Regions from separate parts of the Gossypium hirsutum genome. Here region 2 is linked to region 1. A link is a contact called in public Hi-C data. All regions are on one chromosome and are shown on one strand. The core of a region is the stretch at or near the end of the contact, and the rest is flanking DNA. Distances in the headings are between cores, read along the strand shown. Region 1 overlaps LOC107899407 (trafficking protein particle complex subunit 8). Region 2 holds the start of LOC107899407 (trafficking protein particle complex subunit 8).

Region 1 (7,137 bases), core at 3,160-5,659:
TATATTATGAAATGGAAAATGTATCAAGCATTATGAAATTCCGCACTCTACGTATGCATTATAATTTGCAGGTATGTTCTTGAATAGGAAAAGGTTGAGGTATCTTAGTTTGAATTTTGCCCTTACATTTGCTATATATGTAGTAACTTAAACTATAAATTGTTTCTAAATGAGATCTAGCTTTGTCTGTGAATTTTATTTGTTAAGTAAGAAATGGATAAAGGTACAATCAACATTTAATGTATTTATGTTAGAACACAATATGGTTTATACATAAAAGCTAAGATGAAAATGAAATTGATTGGGGGAGCAATATTTTGCTGTAAATTAATAGAAAATATCCTTTAAAGTTTAGTTAAAATGCTGATACTGAGCTCAAATCTCCCACTTCTTGTTATCAAAATAAATTCTAAGTACTTTAACTAGGGTTGAAAGTAGGATGTTAAAATGCCAATATATGTCCTCTGATGGTAGTCAGGAAAAATCTCCTTAGAAAACTATTTATATTTACCAATTATGTTTGAAGCAATTCTTCCATTCTTGTGTTTTCTAAGTATCTGTTTACTTGCATCACATTTGGTTCTTTTTCCTTTTTCTTTTCTATTTTAACTTTTTTATTAAAGAAACCTTTATTATTTCGAATGGTCTTATGGCAATACTTTGTTGATCGTATGTGTTTTTGCCTCTATGCATGAATTGCTACCTCGCCAATTTTAATATATTCTGTTCATCTTTGTTAGGTTTTACCATCGTTGGATGTATCATTTGAACTTAGTCCTTGTCCATCAAGATTGGAAGAGTTCCTCTTGCGTATGGATGTTGTCAACAAGACCAGTTCTGAATGTTTCCAGATTCATCAATTGTCTTCTGTTGGGCAGCAGTGGGATGTCTCATTGCTCCAACCTGTTGATAGCATTTTACCGTCTCAATCCTTATTTGCTGGTCAAGTATTGTCATGCTTCTTCATGCTTAAGGTTGGTACAACCATAGAAGAACTTGCACCTTGGATTATTCATCTGGTAAAATATTTTGTGTAATTTTCTACTGGAAGCAAAACTATTGTGTCTTCTGTTAATTACGATAAAAGTTATACTGTTAGTGGGATAATTCCTTGTGCTAGATACTATTGGGCAACTTCTATCTTTTTATATTGGGCTTCGGCCAGGGGTTTGGAGAGCGTTTGATCAAACACCTTCCTGTTGGTTCTGTGGGACAAAATAGTAGTTTAAATCGTGATGTACTTCTGAATCTAAGATGGCAAGAGCCATTGGTAAAAACCTTACAGACGGTAAAAACATCTGGCAAGTGTTAGATTGGGGTCTTGGTTGTGATCCAGATTGGAATAGCATGATCTCCAACCTCGTACATTATGCTTAAGTTGCAATTCTACATATTCTATTAATCTTATTCTATTAATCTTATCATCTTTTATTGCTAGGTAGCATGCTATATTGGCTGCATATTAGCTTGTTGGATTTGTTTGTTGTGAATTATTGTATTGCCAAATAATATTTATTTATTTATTTTTCAGCTTAACTGGTTGACTTTAAATTGTAATCTACTTTAATTTCATTTCAGTATCACAGGAAGTCATCAACTTCTGAAGACAGTAATCCTCTTTTCCTCCAGAGTGATGTAAGACTCGGACCTCCAGGAAACAGTGAAGCCCTCTTCGATGTATGTTCTTCACCTTTGGCTGATTTCCACGATTATGAGAGATTGTACCAGGGAATGTCATGTCAGGTTGTTAACTTTCATATTCTTATCGTGCCATTTCTGTAAGAACTAACTAGAATTGTCTATCCCATACATAAACATTACTGTTACGGTCAAAATCTGACACAGGTTATCTGATATTTATATCACCATTTCATTCTTGACTCAAAATCATATATAGTTGATGATGATAATGTTGCTCCATTTTCAGACTAGATAGATGTTCTTTGATTTCACTAGTCTTCTGATGCATTAAGCTTTTATGTTTTCATGGACCAGGGGAATGTTGATTTCGTTTTCATCACTCAACTGTGGAGGGGTAATATTGATTCTGGTGCTCCTCATAGACCACTTCTTTTTTCCCATCATGTTTGTCATTGCAGGTGAGACTCGGGCAACCTTTTAATGATGAATTTGTTAGATACCACTTTCTCTAATGAGTTTGTATCATATAATTTTGTTAGTCTTTCTAGCTTCAGTCCAATATCTTGGTTCGTGGATGGGCCTCGGACCATACAACATAACTTCTCAGCTTCTCCATGTGGAGTAAATTTGAAGATGACTATAAACAATTCATCCGATGCTGCTTCATCTGTCCATGTCAAGACCTTTGATCCCCCCAGTAGTAACAGCCAATCAATCGATGCTACTGCATCTCAGTCAGGTCTCCCTCTGGAAAATCAAGTAGGGTGGTTCAGCATTCCAGCAGTGAATGACACGAAAGTCATCACAACCGATGCTCTTGCAAAACGTATTACGAAGTCGGTTTCCCTGGAAAGTGCCCCCCAGTTCATTTGGACAGGTTCAAGCTCTACTAAACTCAAACTTCAACCTAGGGCAACAGCTGAAGTTCCTCTTCAGATCTGTGTTTTCGCTCCTGGAATATACGATTTATCAAACTATGCTTTGAATTGGAATCTAGCACCCATTGAAGAAAGTCAAGGAGAAGCAAACAAGTCTTCGGGAGAGTGCCAAGGATATCCCTATTATCTTACGGTGGTGCAGTCTACTTAAAATACGAGGCTCATCAGGTTTACTAATTCTCTGTACCCTTAACAATGGGATCTTACTTGTAGTTTTGTAACATGTAAATTATGGTCCCTAAAATGTATAATTATTGGTATAAAATAGGAATTGAGAAAGCCTCTGGAGATAATAGAAGAAACATTCTATTTTTGAGTTTTCATACAATAATAAGGGAACATAACAGATTTTTATGTTACATAATGTAAATGGACTCAGAATATTTGATTGGAGAAAATCGGTAACACTTGATACAATTGTTTAACTTTGTAGTTCGGATTCTTGATTTATTTATACTCATAAAAAAATGTTATTCTTTTTCAAATTAAACAAATAAAGGGTAAAAGATTGGCAAATATACTCATCTCTTCTGAGGTTTGAATAAAATTAAATAAATCCCTCAAGTTTGTAGAAAATCAAACTAATCTCCACTGATTTATTTACCAAGAAAATCAAATAAATCCTCTTAGATATGTTTGAAGAAAATCAAATTCTCCCCCTTTTATCCGTTTGTTTTATTCACATTCGAAAATTTAATTACTTTAGTGCTATAAAAGTAAATGAATATTTAAATTATATATGATTTTAAGCAGACTTCATAATTCGAGTGATACACATTACCTAACATGGTTTTGGACATTTCAAATGGATTTGACATATTCAAATTTAATAATTTAAATATATTTAAATTTAATAATATATAAAAATCATAGTGAATTGAGCCATCGAGTTGAGTTAGATCACATCTCGACTTGATTAGACTAATAGAAAGCTTGAACTTCAAGCAAAATGAAGTATTTTAAAGTTATATATATATTTATGTATTAACTTTGAGATGAGTTAACTATTTTTATTTAAAATTAATTATTAATTATTATTTAGAAGGATTCAATGAAAAAAGTTGATCAAAATATAAAAGTCAAGAAATCAAGTAAAAAATAAATTTATATCAAAATTAATATATACTATTGAATCAAAATAAACTGTTAAAAAATTTTATTAAAGAAAAAAAAAATGAAAGAGAGGACAAAAAGAAACGTAAATATCATTTATGATGAATCTGTTCAACATATGTTTGTATTAGAATATAAGGTAATTTATAATTTAATTTAAATAATTTGATAACTAATTATATCTTTATTAATTTCAATTGAAAATCATTGCATAAAAATATTAAAGATAGAAAAAAATAAATAAAATAATAATGAATTAATAAAGTATAAATTTATTTTTATTTAAAGTTCATTTAATAATTAAAATTTAAGAGATTAGTGTATTTTTCATCAAATTTCAAGGAAGTTATTATATATTTTTCAAAGCCTAAGAGAAAAAATGATACTGTTATCAAGGGATTTGAATATATTTCGTAGAATTGTAGATATCTTTTCGTTGAAGACGGTGATCAACTCATTCGGAATCACAAGTTAAAAAGAAAAGTAATCAAATTAAAAATATGTTGTTTGTCTCTAGAAATCGTATCTATCATATGAAATGCAAAAGAGATTCATTTCATAACAAGGGGTCAAAGACCAACAACATTACATGTGGGTAAACAAAACAAAAAGGCAGAACGGGCCATTCAAAAACAAAAATAGGCCGAAGACCATAGTCGGATCCATCGACCCAAAGAACCAAAACACGGACTCCTAGCTGAAGGATCTACGAGTAGTAACCACCCGCTTCTTGCCAAATGCACTATTGATCCTAGCTTAAAGTCTTCTAACGCATCAATAGTGCTTTGAGATGGGGAAAAAAGGATGCATCTCCAATGGCAACAACCAAATAAAGGAGCTGACCATTTCGCAACAACAAGAATGAAATAACATTTTGAACCAATGTTATCACTGTTGGGATGTTCTTGGTCGCAACAACAAAGAATGAAATAACATTTTCATGAAATGGCAAAGGAGGATAGTATTTTTCCCATCCTAAAGGACAAAAAAAGAGAGCTTAAAAACTTTGCAGCAACAACAGTAATGTCTAAGACTGTTCCATTCTCCAAGGCTCAACTAAGGTTAGGACCCCTCCCTTGGCGAAAAACATAGGAACAAATGGAAATATATAGGTCTTTGACCCCTCTAGAATCTCCTCTGGGGACACACTACTGCTACTAGCTAAATCCATCTGAAATAGAACCTCATCACTTTTGGTTAGGTTGAGCCTACTTTTTAAGACTTTCCTATGCTTATTTCTTTCTATCTCGTTTTGTCTTTCACATCCTTAAATTTTCCTTTCGTTTTTATTTTGTCAAAAGAAAACTCTTAAAGTATTTACATTTTCCTTGTTCCTCGATCTTGACCTCACGTGTAGTTTTGGATTCTCCAATGTTATTGAACTACTAACAGCAAGAAATAAGAACAAGATTGATTATCCATCAAGTCTATTGGGTTTATATAATTGATCGGCATCGAAACTACCAAATATAAATTTCTATGACAAAATAATACTAAATAGCAGTATAGAGCAGTAGGGTCGAATCAATAGGGGTTGATTATCTAATTTCACCTTTCTTGTGAACATAATTATTGTCGCGGCAATAGCCATACCCACGACTCGTGACGAACTTGCTAAAAAATAAATAAGGGGGATGAAAATGTTTAGAAACTAAATAAAATGAAATAGCAGCAATAAACAATTATATTAATTGAAAATAAAAAAAGAAAATGAAATCGAATTTTGTAAGCAATAATATAAAGTCTTAGCCTTAGAATTGGTGAATTCTAGTACTGAATCGATTCTTGAAAATGAGTTTTCTCTTCCAAACCATAAGCTGGTTATAGCGACCAAGAACGTCCCAACCGCCAATTCTTCCTTTTGTAGTTGATTCCGGAACGACTTGCAAACCAACCCTTACCAATTGTCTAACCGTGATACTTGCATTAACAATTCAAGACCCTGGCAACCTTATGTTTTGAAGAATCCAACTCGAATCAATGGCCTCAACTGCGTGCGTTGTTTAAATTTGATCACTATCTCCCTTGATGAAAATCCCACTAGTATGACCCCATCAAGGTACGTCAATTTGTTCACGGAAAGTAGAATACAGTATGACCGACTCAACTTCCCAACTGTACGCCAAAACGACTCCAACCCAATGTGCACTTTGGGTTGAAATTGAAATAATTTTAAGGGACAAATTTGTACTATCCAATATTCAGGAGAGATGGTGAATATCGTTATGAAAATTTTTAATGCGGATTCATTTTCTCATGATTCTTGATCGGAAAGAACACCAACCTAAAGCTAAGTAGAAGTTTAGTGAAGCATGTGATTAATCATGCTAATTGGTGTATGTAAATGGATTTAGTGGAAATGATAGAAGGTGGAAAGGGAATGGACTTATGAAGCAATTGAACAAATTTGTAAAGAAATAGGGAAAAGGAAATAAAATGGTAGTATGCTACTGACGCATGAAATAGAAAGGAATAAAAATAATTTCATTCAATTTCTAGTGTATTCAAGTGTGTTTTTCAAAGGCCGTCACACACCTTATTTATATACATATCTTATACTAAAATTAGCCTAACTCACTTAACAACCAATTACATGAAATCAAATTCATATAAGATTTTTTTTCTAAATATGTCTTTTACAAATTCAAAAATCTAATCGGCCCTTAAATGTCTCAAAATTTTCGATTTGACCCCCCTTTTATTGCTTGTGCTCTAATTTAGTCCTTTTCTGCTTTTTTTTAATTTAAAACATCTGAATTGCATTGCTGACAAAATTTAAACATAAAATCACCAAATTAGCAGGAATTAATTCAAGAATTAATTGATTTGAAATCGTAAAACATGAAAAATAAATATGCTATCAAATCCCCCTACTTAGCCTATGATTATCCTCAAGCATTTTGTTTTTTCCTACATTAGAAATTATCCAATAATTTATTAGAAATCAAGTCTCTCTTCCGCAACCATGATCAATGTAAACAATTTAGGTGAAAAATGAATCAGTGTTTAAATACTCAATTTAATCAACAAGTGCCCATAAAATTTAAACATGTAAATTCAATCATTTCATTAAATTTAGATTGAACCAAAATCTGCAAGGTATTTATTCTCAATTAATTGTGTAGTAAATTTGGGACATAGTCAAACTTTTTTATGCGATGTGAAATGACAACCCAAGCGCCTTACCCCGGTTACTCAATTTGACATGTCTCTAAATAGACTATTTTTCCCTACTCATGGTAGCTCGACTAGCGGAGTGTTTGCAAGTTTTCAGTTCGTACTCGAACTTTTTTACGCGAAATGAGATGACAACCCAAACACCTCATCCAGGTTACTAAATTTGGTCACATTCTCAAAATCTTCACTCATAACTTAAGCCATCAACGGAGTAGAATTGATTATTATTATTTTTTAATTATTATTTTTCATTATAAAATACATTTAA
Region 2 (7,137 bases), core at 2,297-4,796, 35 kb before region 1:
TAATGCAATTTTTATTCCACTTATAAATATCAAAATTATACATGAATTATAATTTAACATGTAATATTATATATTAATATTGATTGTATAATTTTATTAAATATTAATTTAATTCAATTTCATAAATTATTAATACAATTATCGATATAATATCATTTTTTAAGTTTACATATTGCAATACAAATAATTTTATATATCTAATATAAAAATAAATTGTTATATTTATTTCTTTAAATGCTACAATTAAATAAAAATTAATGTTTTATATATACATTTGAACTATAATCAAAGTTTCATATGTATAATTGTATCAAATCAAAACTCGTGTATCAAATTACACGTCAAATCAAAGTTCATGTATAATTTTAATATTTATTTCTTAAAAAAAGTAAAAATGTAATGATGTAACACTTTAAGTTTGTATCACATCATATCAAATTTATGAACCAAAATAGATATTGTCTAGTTTAGGTGGCAAAATGGACAAAAAAGAGAGAGTATCAAATTGAGCTTAGTTGCCAAATTTAGGGGCAAAAAATTATATTAACGCTAATTTTTTACTTAGCTTGTGGGATAATTTTTTTAAATATGAATCGATTAAAATAAGCTATTTTTTTTGTACATTTAGAATTTAATTTTCTAACTTTTATGTCAAAGATTTTAGTTCCTCTTCTTGTTAGATTAAAAAAAAAATACAAGTTAAAATTGTGACACAATTAAAAATTTTCTGATTTTTATTTTAAATTGAAAGGTAAGGATTAGAACAAGATCCTAATCATTATAAATTGTTACGTAACTATTAAGTGAGTATCTATTTTATTTTATTTTAAGATGTTGCATTAACGAATTTAATGAAAGAATTTAAGGGTATTAACAACCAGACTTAAATTATGAAATTTAACAAATAAAAATACTAAATATTTGAAAGTAAAAATAGAAGAACTAAATTCTAAATATATAAAGAGTACACGGAATTGAGGCAATTTACCATTAAAAGCCTATTTTTTTTAAATTTACCGAAATGGGCCCGATATTTTATTATTTACCGGAATGGGCCCTTTTCCCCTAAATCGCGTCCACGTCAGTGCGATGTCAGGGGACGTGCCAGGAAATCACGGCTACGTAAGCGCGCTTTACTAACATGGCAACGAATCGCGTCCTCTAAAGCGCGATTTGTGTCCACGTCAGCAAAGCGTGCTGACGTGGACGCGATTTGCCCCGCGCGTAAACAGTGCAACGATCAATTTTTTGACCGTTGCCCCCCCAACGGTCCAAAAAAAAACTATAAATACCCCCACCCTTTTTTTTTCACAAACTAATCCTCTCTCAAATTTCCTTTTAATTTCTTGTAAATTTCCTCTCAATTTGCTCTCAAATTCCTTCAAAATTTCTCTCAAATCCATATTTATTTTCAATTTGCTCTCAAGTTCCTCTTAAATTTCTCTTAAATCCCTATTTTTAAATAATTTTTTTAAAAAATATTTTTTTAAATAATTTTTTTAAACCGTAAAAATTTGTACGATTTTAGCAATAGCCGGTGAATTGACTCGTCTTGATAAGCATCACATATCGGTGGAACAAATGAAAATGTTAAGCGTTAAATTTAATTTTTAAACTATTTGCTAAGAAACGTCAACTCGAAATTATTTTTCCAGAACCTACTGTAGCAAAAGCGTGTACACGTGGGCGCGACTTCAAAAATCCTTCTGATAAATCATCCTGTTTTGATTTTATCTTAAAAACTCATAAACACGAAACATAATCTAATTTTGAATAAATTTTAATTAATTTAATTACGAAACCCTAAACCCTAATCCGTTATTTGTTTACTTTTTTCTCCAAAAACCCTAAAAACCCTAAGGTAGGAAACACGGTGAAATCGCGTCCCCAGGGGCGCGCTACGTGCCAGGAAATCGAGTCCACGTCGCGCGCTTTGCTGACATGGACACAAATCGTGCTTCTGAGGACGTGATTTGTTGCCATATCTGCAAAGCGCGCTGATGTGGACGCGATTTAGGAAAAAATTGCCCATTCTGGTAAATAATAAAATACCGGGCCCATTTCGGTAAATTTAAAAAAATGGCTTTTTTTTGGTATTTTGCCCCACCGAATTGGACTATATTTTAACCACACTAATTTCATTATATTCATTTTTAAAAATAGAATTAAAACTTTTTTATCCAATCCAATATTTAAGGGCAAATTACAAAAATGATTACCTAACTATGTTATTCGCTCTATTTTAGTTATCTAAGTGTTAATTTTTTGATGTAGTCACTTAATTTTTCGAAATTAAATGCTACTCTGAGCTAATGTGGGTTTATTTTATTGATATAATAACAAAATTAGCCTTTTAATATTTACACATTATAACAATTTGATCCTAAATATAAAAAATTTTAAAAAAATCAGCTCTGAAATTTTACAAAATTTGTTATTTTTATTTAAATTCTAAAAAAAAATTATCCTTCAACATTTATAAAATTTGTTAATTTAGTTCAATTATAAAATTTTAAAATTTAAAATTAGGGCAAGGCTGTTGAACAAAAATGTGCTCTATCATTTAAATTATGCTTTGGAATGTGATAACCCTGTTTACTTGATAATTGAAAATGTAATTAATTGCTTCTGTAGATATTTGAGAGCAAAGGAGAATTGAGAATCTTCTATAATGCAAAATAAACAAGTGACAATGCCTCAAGAATTCTATCTTGCAACAAATGATAGGATACTTTCAGCAGCGGCCGTTGTTGATTTATTTGACAAGGTTCTATCAAATTTACCTAGTCATTATCCTACTACTAATCTGACTATGAAAGCAAAGTAGCAGTACTCTCTACCTGTTTGTTGTCTTTTATAGCTTTCTATTGCAAGAATTCAATCTCCATGTTGATCACAGGGCCGTGGAAAAGGTAGAATACAATCAAAAAGTAAAATTATAGTTTTAGTGCATTGTGATATTTCTAGTCGATATTTTACACTTATGTAAGAGAAAGAAATGATGTACAAGAGATACAGGAGGAGAGTGAAGATGCTAGAATGGTGTGTTATATTTTGTGTCCTATACTTGTTTTGACATTTATATTTATGGTCAGCATGTGATGAGAATTGCAAATATAATTACGATGTATTATTTTTTTTAGAATTTTAAAATTAAAATATTTTGTAAATATTGAGGATTAAATTTATTAAATTTTTTATAACTTGAATTAAAATGACAAATTTTGTAAACATTAAAAATTAATTTTGTTGAATTTTTTATATTTAGAATCAAATTAATAAAATATATAAACATTAAAAAGCTAGAAGAACTAAAATATTTAATTTCAAAAAATTTACTGACTAAATAAAAAAATAATTAAATAATTAAAATAGAAAAAATTAGATAATTAGGTGACAATTTTATAGTTTACCCTCTTTTTAAATATTTGAGCAGGTGGTTTTGCAGCCCATGGATATAGTCCATAAAAAGAAAGAAGAAGTCATCCTATTCAGCCCATCGAATGCTTATTGATATTTGAGCCGGTGGTTTTACGGCCCATGGTCATTGTCACGACCAAGAAAGCCCACAACTTCTTCCTTCGACGTCACCTCACCACCGGCCACCCAAACCTTGAACCTCTCCTACCCACATCCAACAGAAAGATCCGATCGAAGAAGCCGCTCTAGAGGCAGCTACTCTGCCTTATTTCTTTGCCTCTTCAAAGAGCGGTTCACTTGTCATATCTCCGGTTCAATCAACCCCGAGCTTCAGAGAAGCCGCTCTCGGCCTGTATTAGGGCATCCGACCAACCGGAGGAGAGGGAGAGTCATGGTGGATCCGGCGAATACTTCGCTTGGAAAGATGCTGTTGGAGGAGATCACTCCGGTGGTTATGGTGCTTTGCACTCCACTCGTGGAAGAATCTTGCCTTAAGAACGGCCTCTCCTTTGTCCAAATGCTCTCCCCTTTCTGCGACTTCACCAACATCGATGGTGAGTAATCCGAAACTTTCTCTATTTTTATGTCCACAGTTGTACGTGTTTGTGTATGTGTACGTTGACTTTGAGGTGACGTACTTTTCTTTTTTACTTATCTGAATTATGGTGACAGTGCCTGTACGGACGGCGAGTGATCAACCCTACAGGTTGCACAAGTTCAAATTTAGGTTGTTTTACGCCTCGGATATTCGGCAACCCAATCTCGAGGTAATTTCTCTTGAGATTCCTGGTTTTGTAGCTTAATAATATATACGTAGGTGAAGATCACGGAATTCAAATTTCTATGATTTTGATTTACGTGATAACGAGAATTTGGTAATAGGAATGTAATCGCCAGCACCGGTAAGCTATTAGTCGAGTTAGAAGACTGAGCTATTTTAGTTGGAATATATCTCTCATTGATTTTTGAGCTTTTATAGAGTATATTAGTGTAAGAATCTGGAAACTTTAACTGATTGGATCGAGGGAGATTTATTATACCCTGATAAGTCTAAAAGTTGTATGTTTTACACTTAATAGTGGGTCTGCAATTTCAATCATGTGAGAATTTTTAGCTTCATTTTCTGGAGGTTTGCTTCTGAAATAGATGTCAATTGACTAGGTAGCAAAGGAAAGACTAAAGCAAGTTATTACTAAGGCGGGAGAGGATGATTTCCCTGAAATATATTCAGATCTACCTCAAGTGAATGATCTTCTCTCAAGTAAGTTACTTTCAAGTTTGAAATCTTTTAATGGGTATCATTTTGCATGGTTTGTTGTTGTCATTTTTATTAGCATTTTGTTTCCTGTGGCTAGTTTTTCATTTTTAATATTCTATTGAGATTGTCTGATTTTGTAGCATGACCTTATTTTTTGTAGTTATTAATAAAACTTAACTAGTTGCTTTGATTTATATATGGTGAATGTTTTATGCAGGGCATGAGTCTGAAATTTTACCGACATGGTTTCAGTTTTTCAATAAAGAGCTTGTACGTACCTTGTCTTTTTCTGATCATGAAGCTTTTGATCATCCTGTGGCATGTAAGCTTTGGAAGTTTATTCAATACCATCCTTTTCCCCCTGTTGCATTTAAGCTCTGCTAATCATGCCCTTTCCACTTTATGGATTTCTTTAAACTATTCATTCTAGACACGATATTATATTCTCTTGTTGATTGTTTCTTCTCCAAAAATGATTTGTAGGCCTTTTGGTTGTTTCTTCAAGGGATGAGGAACCCATAAATAGATTTATAGACCTCTTTAACACCAACAAATTGCCCTCCTTTCTCAGTGATGGTGCAATGGACCCAAAGGTTTTGAAGCATTACTTACTTGTGCATGATAATCAAGATGGTGATTCAGAGAAGTATGCCACACCTTCATATCTGTCTATGGTTGAAATTATTAAGTTCGATAAGCATGATAAAATGCTGTTAATTCTGCTCTCTAATTTCATAAGGACATGCATGCCTATATAGGTTTAACTTTTTATTTTTCTGTGGAGCAATGTGCATATATAGTATACATTTCTTTCTTTTTTTTATTAATCGTTATATATTTATTTTATTTTTCTTACTCTTGTTATTACGACATTTTAAGAGCTGCTGATTAGGCTGGCAAGAATATTTCAGCTGCAGCTAATTGAATATATTAGATTACCAACCATATGCATGCATGGAGACATGAAACCAAGTGGAAAATGCAAGAACCTCAGTTTGAATAGCTAAAACCTGGAAAGAGATTCCTGCCATGTATGAAGAAACCTAGTTTATAAAAGAATCCTACATGACACGGAATAAAATGGTTTGATTGAAAACATCCTCAAAGAAGCTATAGGAAATGGAAGCTCATCATGTGTGATATGGATTAGGGAAGAGAACAGCAGCAAATAAGAGAATTAGGGCTAAACAAACGAATTGGAAAGGTGGAACTCTAGAAAACTTAGGGTTATAGAAAACCTCTAGTTTTTCTATTAAGTCAAATAAAATAATCAGAACAATAATAATGGCTGTAAAGACTACAACTTGTTTATAGACTATCTTTTCTTGCAAGTAAAGTTACTAGGCTTTCTTGCAAATAAAATGTTATTCCTAGCCCTAGCTTTAGACCCTAAAGATAACTAAGCTGTCTATAATATATCTAATGCTTTAAAATAAATATTATAAGATAAAACTAAAATAATAAAATATTATAATATAAATAAAAGCTCTTGTGTCATTCTCCCCGGCTTGGAAAACTTGACTTTGGTGAGAAAACTTTCACCTCTTCAGCATAATTTTCTCAATTAGCTCTTTTCAGTCTCTTCTTCATGTAATTGTCTTGGATCGTATCAACAGTTTGAAAAGCTTCTCCACGTGTAAAAATTAAAGCATGATTCTGGTTTTTATGTTTTCCTTCTCCTAACTTTGTATGCCTATGCAACTTTATTCCATAGATTTCCTGGTCAAGGTTATCAGCAGCTTTAACCATTATAGAATAGTAAACCTTTTGATTTCTTCCAAATTTTTGAAGTGCAACAATGCTAATTTCGGGTCTCCTTTCTCTTGGCATCTGACAAGACTATAAACATCTTCTGTGCTCAAACCTTGATCACTAGCCTTTTGAATTTCAATGGAAACAACCTTGACCAACTCAAGATGAAAGTGGTTGCCTTGTCCTTCATCAGAAGGTTTTGACAACAGATGCTCAATGTAACTGGCCATAGCTTCCTAAGGTGACTCACCAAACTTTGATGCTATGCTGACATTCTTTCTAAACTCAAGCATTTCCTTTATCTGGTTCAAATTAGTTAAATTTTCATCATTCAAAAGCTCAGGGCTGCATGTCTCCTCATCCTTAAGCAATTCTAGAGCATTGGATATGGGAAATCTTGTTGTACATATGGATACCATGATACTAAGAAAGCCCTTTTCTTGTTGTGAAACAAATTCACCTTGCATGATGGATTTTAATTTCTTAGCCATATCCATATCATCGAATTCAGTATCCTTAGCTCTACATTTTAATCTTCTCAACTTTGTAGAGAATTCTCCCACACCTTTATCTGGAAAGCATGGAAACAAGAAGTGCACTAGAACAAACCTTAGAAAATATAAATGGAAAATATCACCACATTGCAAATCTGCAGTCACATTAATTCCCCCTTCCACAAGACTTTTTCCTCTAGAATCCAAGCAGAA

Evidence for each region. A called contact is a pair of places that touch in the nucleus more often than the background predicts.
Region 2: a Hi-C map of leaf shows a contact between it and region 1, with 2.0 times the contacts expected there. The contact joins the promoter of LOC107899407 here to the enhancer-like site in region 1. A contact is called at or near these places in 3 of 34 Hi-C or Micro-C datasets (leaf, petal and seedling).

The regions. Positions count from the first base shown.
Region 1 is chrD04:32,131,388-32,138,524 of Gossypium_hirsutum_v2.1, reverse strand. It overlaps LOC107899407 (trafficking protein particle complex subunit 8), which reads left to right. Exons shown (of 28, transcript XM_016825111.2): 24 at 1-71; 25 at 741-974; 26 at 1,579-1,743; 27 at 1,996-2,099; 28 at 2,181-3,004. The coding sequence ends at 2,730. Among protein-coding and RNA genes, the nearest start is that of LOC107899407, 34 kb to the left of the region's middle. Within about 2 kb of position 4,409, at least 1 of the 9 cell types and tissues checked has an H3K27ac peak or open chromatin away from gene starts, as enhancers often do. A contact at or near this core is called in leaf, where this site is marked.
Region 2 is chrD04:32,165,387-32,172,523 of Gossypium_hirsutum_v2.1, reverse strand. LOC107899407 (trafficking protein particle complex subunit 8) reads left to right here and starts at 3,546. Exons shown (of 28, transcript XM_016825111.2): 1 at 3,546-3,974; 2 at 4,093-4,187; 3 at 4,582-4,681; 4 at 4,896-5,000; 5 at 5,162-5,324. The coding sequence starts at 3,812.